Regions from separate parts of the Sus scrofa genome. Here region 2 is linked to region 1. Evidence: chromatin contacts called from public promoter capture Hi-C data. All regions are on one chromosome and are shown on one strand. The core of a region is the stretch at or near the end of the contact, and the rest is flanking DNA. Distances in the headings are between cores, read along the strand shown. Region 1 holds the start of LOC100522669 (cytochrome P450 2W1). Region 2 holds the start of GPER1 (G-protein coupled estrogen receptor 1).

Evidence for each region. Promoter capture Hi-C pulls out the DNA fragments that hold promoters and counts their contacts.
Region 2: a contact with region 1 is called in a promoter capture Hi-C map of liver, with 3 times the contacts expected there. The contact joins the promoter of GPER1 here to the promoter of LOC100522669 in region 1. A contact is called at or near these places in 3 of 5 promoter capture datasets (fetal liver and liver), 7 of 47 Hi-C or Micro-C datasets (blood, epiblast stem cells, fetal skeletal muscle and 4 more) and 1 of 2 datasets of contacts at active chromatin or transcription factors (skeletal muscle).

What each region holds. Positions count from the first base shown.
Region 1 is chr3:639,994-644,721 of Sscrofa11.1, reverse strand. LOC100522669 (cytochrome P450 2W1) reads right to left here and starts at 2,725. Exons shown (of 10, transcript XM_021085945.1): 1 at 2,132-2,725; 2 at 2,056-2,129; 3 at 1,138-1,300; 4 at 705-854; 5 at 481-638. The coding sequence starts at 2,705.
Region 2 is chr3:708,839-713,566 of Sscrofa11.1, reverse strand. GPER1 (G-protein coupled estrogen receptor 1) reads right to left here and starts at 2,140. Exons shown (of 3, transcript XM_003124244.5): 1 at 1,973-2,140; 2 at 1,256-1,588. All of the region lies in intron 2 of C3H7orf50, which reads left to right.

The DNA of each region.
Region 1 (4,728 bases), core at 1,476-3,975:
ACCGTGCCCCGCACGTGCCGACGCGAGTCACAGCTCAGGCTGGCAGTGGTGGCCACCCATGGGAACGGTTAGAATCTGGGAGAGAAGGACACGCACAGGGGCACAGTGCGTTTGTGACACTGAAGAGCCGTGGTGGAGGGGACGCCAGGTTTGAGGGCTTCGGGCCTGGGAGCAGCAACCCCCAAATCCAGGGGAGAAGGGCCCGTGCGTACCCCGACCTTTGAGCAGGTGCAGCTATTACTGGTGGGGAGAGGGGAGAGGCGGGGACCCCAGTCCTTGTTTCCGAGAAGCACGGGGCCTGGCAAGGGGCCCACGGCCCCTCACTGTGAGGGCAGGACACGCCTCGGGCCTCCTGGCTCCGAATCCAGCGCTGCCTCCGCAAGGCGCAGCCCACCTCTCTGTCGGGGGCGGTGCTGGGACCCCCTCCCGCCCGTCTCAGGCTGGCTCCCCGCCCCCTGCCCCACCCGAGGGCGACCGCACCTGTATGCTGGGTGTCCCCAGGAGGACCATGACCTCATCGATGAGGCCCAGCAGGGACACGAACACGGGGTCCCGGTAGTCAAACCGCTGGCCGAAGAGGAGCGCGAAGAGGATGTTGGAGGGAGCCCAGCCGAGCAGCGCCAGCGGGAAGGGCCGGCCTGGGGGCGGAGACGGGCCTCAGGACTGAGGGGCCCCGCGATGGGGGTCCCCCAGCCCCCACTCACCTCCGTAGCTGTCCAGCTGCCCCGTCAGGCACCGCAGCTCCTGCAGGACCTTGTCGGCCACAGGCGCCCTCCCGACGCCCAGGCTGTGCAGGACGCGCACGGTGAGCTGGCGGGCGGCCCTCCAGCGCGGCCCTGACGAGAAGAAGATGCCTGCGGGCCGGATGCACGCAGAGATGCGGGCGGGAGCGGGGGACTCACTCCCGTCCCCAAGGCTGTTCCCCCGGAGCTGGCCCTGGCTGGCCCGGTCCCCTCCGGTGTGCCCTGGTCCTGTGTGCACCCACCCTGCCACATGGACACCCCGACGCTCCCACAGGACCACACTGGGCACGCCCCTGCCTGCTGCCCCACGCAAGGGCCCTTCTTCTCAGCCGCCGTGCCCGGTGGGCCCCAGAAGCAGAGCTGGCCTCTGCCCCGCCCCGAGCCGCACACCTACCGCCGCCTCCCTGGATGAGCTGGAAGATGGCGATGGGGGGCCGGCCGGCCAGCTCCTGCCTGGTGCCCACCAGGGCCTCCCTCACCGCCTCGTAGCCGGTCAGCACCACCATCTTCTGGTGCCCCAAGTGGACAGTGAACACTGGCCCGTACTGTTTGGCAAGCTGGTGGGGACAGGACAGCATCAGCCCACGGCCCCACCCCCAGGTCCCCCAGGAGCCTTTCAGTCCGTGTGGTTCACTGCCCGCTCTGCAGCCCCCAGCACATGGACGGTGGCCTCCAGGGCCTGAGAACCCTGGTGCCTGCAGCCTGGTGGGGTGGCTCTTGCAGCCCAGGGCACTCTGTGCGTCACGGCTCCCCTGGGAGCCAGGGCTGCCCTGCCCTCCTCCCCGCCCACCTGCAGGGCCCGGGGGCCACCAGGCAGCCTCATGGGCTGGACAGCGCTCAGGGCCAGGGCCAGGCCTGCACCTCTGCTGCATCCTCGAGCCAGCCAGCTCGACCTGGGCTGGGGTCCGGCCTGCAGCCCAGGCGAGGGGGGCCATACCCAGCGGCAGTTCCCCCCTGCCCCACAGGCACCTGTGTGCCCTGCTCCTGGTTCTTTCAGGTGCCAGACCTCTGCTGCGGGGTGCTGCTCCCAGGAGTGCCCTCGTCTAATGCTGCCTCCTCCAGGGAGCCCTCCTGGCCTGCTTCCTGGTCCCTGCTCCTTGCACTGCCCACCTGCTTCCCTCTGGGGTGGAGTGTCTTTCTCTTCCCCGAGGCAGGACAGGCACTGAGACTTCCTGTGTCCCCTGGGAGGCCAGCACCTCCCACTCCACAGGGGTCCTGCTGAGTTGGGGCTGGGGTGGCTTCAGGGCTGGCAGGGGGCCCGGCGCTGGCCCAGGCGCAGATCCTGGCCGAGGCCACGCCCGCTCCGACCTACCTCCATGAATGACCGGTCCTGCTGTGACACCCGCAGCAAATGCAAGTTCCCGATGAGCGGCAGTGGGCGCGGCCCGGGGGCCAGCGAGGGGCCCGGGAGGGGGTGCGGGCGAAGGTGCAGAGCAGCCCCCAGAGCCCCAGGAGCCCCAGGAGCCCCAAGAGCAGCGGAGCCATGAGGACGGCGGGTGGCGAGGCCCCAGTCCCCTCCAGGGCCGCCCTCTGCCTTATAGGCCTCCTGGGAGGGCGTGCCGGCACCCCACCCACCCCGCCACCCCGAGAATGTGGAATGAGCAGTTTGCAGGGGACGGCCAGGCGGCTTAAAGCGGCAGGCGTGCGTGGAATGTGGGGTCGAGTCTGCGGCAGGGGCCCAGGGGCCGGGGGCCGGCGTCCAGGCCTGCACTTGGGCACCCTCGGCCCTCGCCTCGCTGGGGAGGACTCAGCCTGGCGGCCGGTTCGCGGCCTCTGCTCGGTTTCCCCATCAGAGCCCAGCTCGGGGGCCTGGGGCCTCGCCCTCCCCAGGATCGGAGCCTCCCTCTGCAGCACCTCTTTGGCCTCTTCCACACCCACCACCATCTGCGTCCGCCAGCTTCTCTCTGCCGGGGGCCCGGGGGACACCAGGCAGGCGTGGCCCATGGGGTCTGCACGGCACATGCCTCAGATCTTGGGGCTTCAGAGGCCCCATCGGTGGGCTTGCCTGGGGGACAGTCTGCTCCTTGGTGGCTTTTCAACCACTGTCACCCCCAGGCAGGAGGCACTTGCTACACTGACGCAGGTGGAGGCAGGATGGGGTTGGTAGCTCAGAAGGGCCCACCTGCAGCAGGGCCTGATGGGCAGCAGGTGGCCAGGTTCACGAGCCCCCGACGGTCTGGGCCACACTCCGGTCGCCTAAACCCCAGTGGCCCAGCTGGGAGGGGCGGAGGCGCTGCTTTGGAAGTGAGCTTTGGGGGCTGGGAGGGCTGCTGGCTCCAGAAGTGGCTGGGCCTGCTTCGTGCCACCTGCCCCAACATGAGGCCGTGCAGCCCCGTCCTGCCGCTGGGCCCCTCACCAGGGGCCTGTCCCCGGGGCTGCTTTGTGTCCCACACAAACCTCAGCGCCAAGGCAGCCTGTGGGCCCCTCCCCTCCCAGCCTCAACGTGCACACCTCCCCCGACGGGCTGCTCACTACCGGGCAGACTGCACGGCTGCGGGTTTACGGTCACAGAGGACGCCTGGAACTGCTCGGCCTCCGGATCCTTCAGCTGAGTGGCCGGTGTCAAGGCCCTCCCTGCGGGCACAGGCTGGAGGTCCTGGAGGAGGAAGCGGGGCTCACCTGGGAGGCATTAGCAGGCCCCATCCGGCGCAGGGTGCGCGGGCGGTGAAGCCCCACGGCATCAACTTTGAGTGGCCTCCTGACCGGCGAAGGGAGAACAGTGGGGACACTCACGGGCCTGGGAACCCGGGGAGGTCGGCAGGGTGACAGCGCCAGGCTGTGCAGGTGTCAGGTGCCAGCACAAGGCGTTTAGGGCAGAAAATGGAACAGAGGCAGCTCACCGTGTGACCTTAACACAGGGAGGTTTCCCGGGGGTGGCGGGGGACTGCTGGGGCCCTTTCGGACCCCCGACCTCAGGAACCCCGGCTTGGGGGACTTGTGTTTTTAAGCTTCAAGAGTGAGTGAGTGAGGAGTTCCCGTCGTGGCGCGGTGGTTAACAAATCCGACTAGGAACCATGAGGTTGCGGGTTCGATCCCTGCCCTTGCTCCGTGGGTTAAGGGTCCGGCGTTGCCGTGAGCTGGGGTGTAGGTCGAAGATGCGGCTTGGATCCCACGTTGCTGTGGCTCTGGTGTAGGCCGGTGGCTACAGCTCCGATTTGACCCCTAGCCTGGGAACCTCCATATGCCGTGGGAGCGACTCAAGAAATGGCAAAAAGACAAAAAAAAAAAAAAAAAAAAAGAGTGAGTGAGTGAGAGATTGAGGCCACAGCCAATGACCTATGACCTGTGACCTAGTCTTGGAATCACACAGCTTTGTCACCTTAGGGGAGCCAAAGTGGGGTGCTGGATGGGGGAAGGGAAGGTTCTAGAAGAGTCCAGACCGGTCCTCGTGGGATCCCGTCCCACTGGGGCTCGGGTCTGCCCTACCTGCAGGTGGGCTGTGCCGTCTGTCTGTCTGCAGGGTCCGTGGGGCCCCGAGTGCGGTGGCCTCACCCTGGCCGCCCCTCCCAGTGACCCCCCCATCATCCTCACGTCCCAGCCTGCATCCCCCCAGCTCATCTGGTGCCGCCCCCACCCCCAGCCTGAAGCAGCCACAGCAACGACACAGGCGCCTCTCCTTTCTCCCAGACCCCCTGCCAGAGCTGCTGCCCCCTCTCTGCGCCCCTCGCTGCCCCACCCCCGGAGAGGGTCCTGCCTGCGACTGTGGCACGGGCCACACCTGGAGGTCCGGGGCTGCGGCAGGCTGGGCAAGATGGTCTTCCTTGCTGGGCTGCCTGGTGCACGTGGGCCGGGCCGGTGCCACGGCAGGCTCAGGGGCAGCTGGGCCAAGGACGGGCGACCCTCCTGTCCCCAGGGCTGTTGGCGCCCCTCGGCGGTCCTGGGTCACCCCGTCTGGACACTCTTCCCTCCGTGACACCTGCAGAGGCCAGGGGCCCATCTCCTGTCCCGGGAACCTGCTGCCACCCCCCGCAGACTCTGGGGACGG
Region 2 (4,728 bases), core at 891-3,390, 69 kb before region 1:
GGTGGTGCTGCGACCCCGCGGAGTGACAGCCCGGTCGCCGGGCCGAGGCCCGGGGCGCCAGTGACCTGCCTTGGCGTGTCCTTAGGCATCACCGTTGGCAGAGTTGCCAGAGCCCACCAGACACCTAAGCGACACCTAACCCCAGGTCAGGTTACTGCATCGGAGGAAGGGCGGACGGTGACCAGGGCCTTGGTGTCAAGCCTGTCACAGGCTCCAGCACCTCCACTTCCCTGCGCTGGCGAGCTGGATTTTACCCGCTTTGTGGGGGTTGGTTTTGTCTTTTTGTCCTTTCTAGGGCCACACCCGCGGCACATGGAGGTTCCCAGGCTAGGGGTCCCAGGGGAGCTACAGCCGCCGGCCTGCACCGCAGCCACAGCCACGCGGGATCCGAGCCACGTCTGCGGCCTGCACCACAGCCCACGGCAACGCCGGATCCTCAGCCCACGGAGCGAGGCCAGGGATCGAATCCGCAACCTCATGGTTCCTAGTCGGACGCGTTATCCACTGAGCCACGACGGGAATCCAGTTTTGTGTTCCTGATTCGTCTTTGCTAGATTATCCCAACTTGAACCACGTAAACGCCGTCGTTCTCAAGGTTCCGTCTGTGATGTTTAAAGCCCCTGCCTCTAAGCTCGTCTGTGAAAACTGCGCAGAGGGCTTGCTTGCGCTCTAAGTGGGGATTGCACCATCAGCGGGCTTCTCGGAGGCGAGCAGAGCCCGCGGGCCCCCTTCTGTCCCGTGAAAATGGGTCTTGCGAGCTATTTGCTGGTGCTCTGAAAAAAGGTAAGACGCCTAGTGTGGAACTGACGGCTGGCACATTTTCCTCGTGAAATGGGCCATGAATTTATAAAAATAAAGGTGAGCACTCAGCACTTGGGTGTCGTTTTCAGACGTTCACTGCTTGGCCAGATCTAGAAAAACGAACCCTGTTTCTGTCAGCTCAGTCAGGTGTGTGTCTTGAATGTACCGAGGCAGCCTGGCGCTGGCAGCCAGCCTCGGAGGAGCCAGGTGGCAGCGGTCAGCGCCCTGGCCCTTTTCCTCCCAGTGCGAGGGAGCCCTGCTTGGACACACCTGGGGAACAGTGTTTTCAGCCTGTGGGATAAAAAGAGCCTTCCTGCAAAGCCTCCCCGACCGAAGGCCGGCCGAGGGAGCCCCCATCTGCCCCGCCGCCGCCGCCGCCACCGGCGGCTGCCACACCCCGCCAGCTCCATCCCGGCACCGCCGCCCGCCGAGCCGGAGCCCAGGCCGCACGTACCTGCACCGTGTCCCGCAGAGGGCAGCTCCGCCAGCCCCGGGATGTGCTCGCGGCTGAGACTGGCCCGCGGTGGGGCGTTGGGAGCTCGGAGGAAGGCTGTGGGGCGCAGGAGGCCTGGCCGCAGGGCTGCCGAGCCCCAGCCGTCCTCAGGGAGGCAGCCCCTGGCGGCCGCAGGCTTTATAGGCGGCCGCCCGCGGCCCCAGAAGTCCGGCCTTAACCCCTTCCTTGCTGGCCCTTTTCTTTCACGCCGCCGGGCCGGTGAGCGCTGTCCTCACGGAAGCGTCTGGCTTAACTGCGTTTCCTTCCTCGCTGGTGCGGGCCTCTTTCTGAAGCCTGGAGGGATGGGCAGTGGGTCTTTGATTGTCTTTCAGATGAGACTGTCCTAGGTGTCAGCTTCTCCGGCTCCCGGTGGCCCGGTCCCGCTCTGCCCTGCCCTGCCCTGCCCTGAGGCCACCTGAGCACGCCTGCTTTGCAGGCGGGGAGCGGGAGCCCCCGCCCGCCGTGCCCACTGCCCTTCTCCTCTCTGCCTGCTCTCACGCCACCCCCAGGTCCCAGTGCCCACCGTCCGAGTGCCCCACCTACTGGGGGCTGCGGCTCTGCCGTCGGCTCCGAGAGGCTGGCGGAGCTGAGCGTCCGCGGGTGCTCGGTCGGCGCCCGCTGTGGTTGTCATCAGCGCCGAGCTCGACCCCATCCCGTGTTTTCCTCTTGGAGCCTCACCTTCGCGGAGTGTCGAAGCCCCAAGACTGCGCTGCGTGGTCCTTGGATGACGGGTGCTCGGAGCTGGCGGGCGCGCGAGAGCCCTTCCTGAGCGAGCGGGGCCCGTTGGGGCGGGAGGCCAGACACCGGGCGCTGCCTGAGCCTCTGCTCTTGGGAGCCGAGGACAAATGAGCTTGAAGCCCTTCTCGGCGACGCCGGCTGGACGGCCTTCAGACTGTGTTTGGGAAACAGACCTGCGTTGCACCAGAAGACTGGGTGGAATGTTTTTTGGAAAAACACTCATATTCAGGGTTTTTCCCAGCTGTGATTCTAATAGGTTCGCTTTTAAAACGACAGCATCAAAGGCGGCTGATTTGATTTTAGATCTATTTTTGGCCAGCTGCAAACGCAAGATGATGCCGGCACCAGAAATGCTGGAGACACCATTTTGAGAGAAATGAGTCATGAGAAAGGACAATTTCCTCTTAAGTTAAATAAATAAATAAGCCAAACAAAAATGTAGACCCCGAAATAGCCAAGTCACGTCACTTAAAACCAGCCACGCCCGCCTGGCGGGAACCCACGGCCCTCGGCTCCGCCACCCGCCCTGAGCGCGGCACCCCCGCGTCTCCGCTGGTGTCGATACCAGCCCAGGCTCGCTCTGCTCGCCGCTGGACAGGCCGATGCCTTCGGAGACGAGATGCCGCGGCGAGGAACAGCGGCCTCCCTGGGAAAGCCAGCCGACCCAGAAGACGGCAGACCAGCGTCCTCGCCTCTGGGAATTCAGGCTCCTTTCTCACAGAGGAAGGGAGGGGACGGGAGGGCCCCGTGGCCCAGCAGGACCGAAAGGTCGCTCCCCGACGGCCGCTGGCTTTCACACACAGGACCTGGGCGCCGATGGTCCCGTGGCCACACCCCTGATTTTGCACGTTGGGCTCAGAGTCCGAGGTGAATTGGGGCCACGAGGTCACGGGCCCTTTTCTTTCCTCGCAGGGTCCTCGCTGGTAAAGTACCGTCAGCCCTCCCACGGCGGTTAGCGTAAGGGACAGAGGGCCGTCTGCCATCCCCGTTGGGGTCTCGAGTCCCATGTGCGCCTGCAGGCCCTGGCCTAGCAGGTGCGGCCTGGCGGGTTTGCCCTGGGAGGCAGTGGCCCCAGGGCTGGGCTGCTGTTGGCAGGAGCCTCCCTTGAGCAGGGTGTGGGGGCGGGAATGCGCTAGAATGCCAGGGTGAGGCCTTGTCCCAGGCCTGCATTTGGTGTCCTGGGCTGGGGGGGGCGGTGGGGGCCTTGGGGGGAGGTGCGCGGAGCCCCAGGAAGTGGCTTTTCCACCCCGCCCCGCCCGCCCCTCGGGTCTGACTCATTCTCCTTAAGTCAGGGTCTGGCTTCCTGGGTGAAGCGCCATCCTTCCGGCCGCCAGGAACCTGGCTGCTTGGCACCCCCGTGTGTCTGCTGCTGTCTGTCGGCTCTGAGTCTCCTGTGGGCTCTGTGTCCCCAGGGTGTCGTGGGATGTGAGGCGAGTGGACCAGAGCCCCGTGTGCCGGGGATTGGGGTCTGGGGCCTCCCGCCCCAGCGCCCTCGGTGCCCCCACCCGCCTTTATGTTTGTGTTTTGTTGTTTTGTCATTTTAGGGCGGCACCTGCGGCATGTGAAGCTTCCCAGGCCAGGGGTCAAATCGGAGCTACGGCTGCCAGTCTACACCACAGCCACAGCAGCACTGGATCCTTTACCCACTGAGTGAGGCCAGGGATCGAACCCGCACCCCCGTGGTTCCTAGTGAGATTTCCACTGCGCCACGACAGGAACTGCCCAGGCTCTGCTGCCGCTACAAAGAAAGTTTGGGAGCCATCAGTTCACATTCCTGGGGGCTGGGTTCTGAAATTGTTCCTGTAGCCGAAATACTAGAAGCCAGCAAATCCTCTGGCTCGGCTTGTCTGTCTCCCCAGAGGGCCCTGCGCGCACGTGGCCATCCCACCGCTTCCTTTGGTTCTGCAACTCACTCGCCGCCGTTGGCTCCTGCGCTGGGAGGTCATTCAGCTCGTCGCACTTGGCTCACGTGTGCGCGGTGAGCATAAGGGAGCCCGCGCTCCTGCCCCAACCGTAAAGACTGGATGGAGCCCGGGAGGGGCTGGTGCGTCGGCCTGAGAGGAGCCTCTGTGCCCCTCCTGAGGCAGGCGGCCCACCCTGCGGCTTTAGGGGACGGGCTTCTGGGAGGCTGGGGACAGCCCCAGGGCGGGGGCCCGTGGGAAGCCCCCCAGGTCTGGGTAGCAGCCATGGGGTCTGGTTGAAGCTGCCCGAAGGGCGTGGACCCCGGCGGGCCCTGCGTGGTGCCTGGTGACAGTGTGTGGAGACCCCACAGGGTCCTGGGTGTCACAGCCACTCTCCACCCCGACTCGCCAAGCTTGAGCAGAGCGCTCCCAGGAGCCCTGCCGACGATGCGTCTTAACCTACCCGCCAGGGCGACTGCCGTGTCCTTATGAAGGACGGTGGTGGGCGAGAGCACTCGGCGAGGAGAGTGAGGGTCCAGGGCCTAGCTCCCGTCAGCGACGGCCACTCGAAGGAGCGGGCTTCCACGGCGGCCCCGATGCCGTGACCCTGCCCGATGGCTCCTCCCGAGCCCCAGCTGCCCGTCGCGGCCCCGTCACCCCCACGTGCCGCAGGAGCACAGGGACAGCTCTGTGAAGGGGTGTGAATGGGGCAGGAGCGCGGAGGTGACGGCTGCGTGGCGTTTGCACGCGCATCACCCAGGCTGGCCCCTCTGTGTGACGGAGGCGTCCAGACTG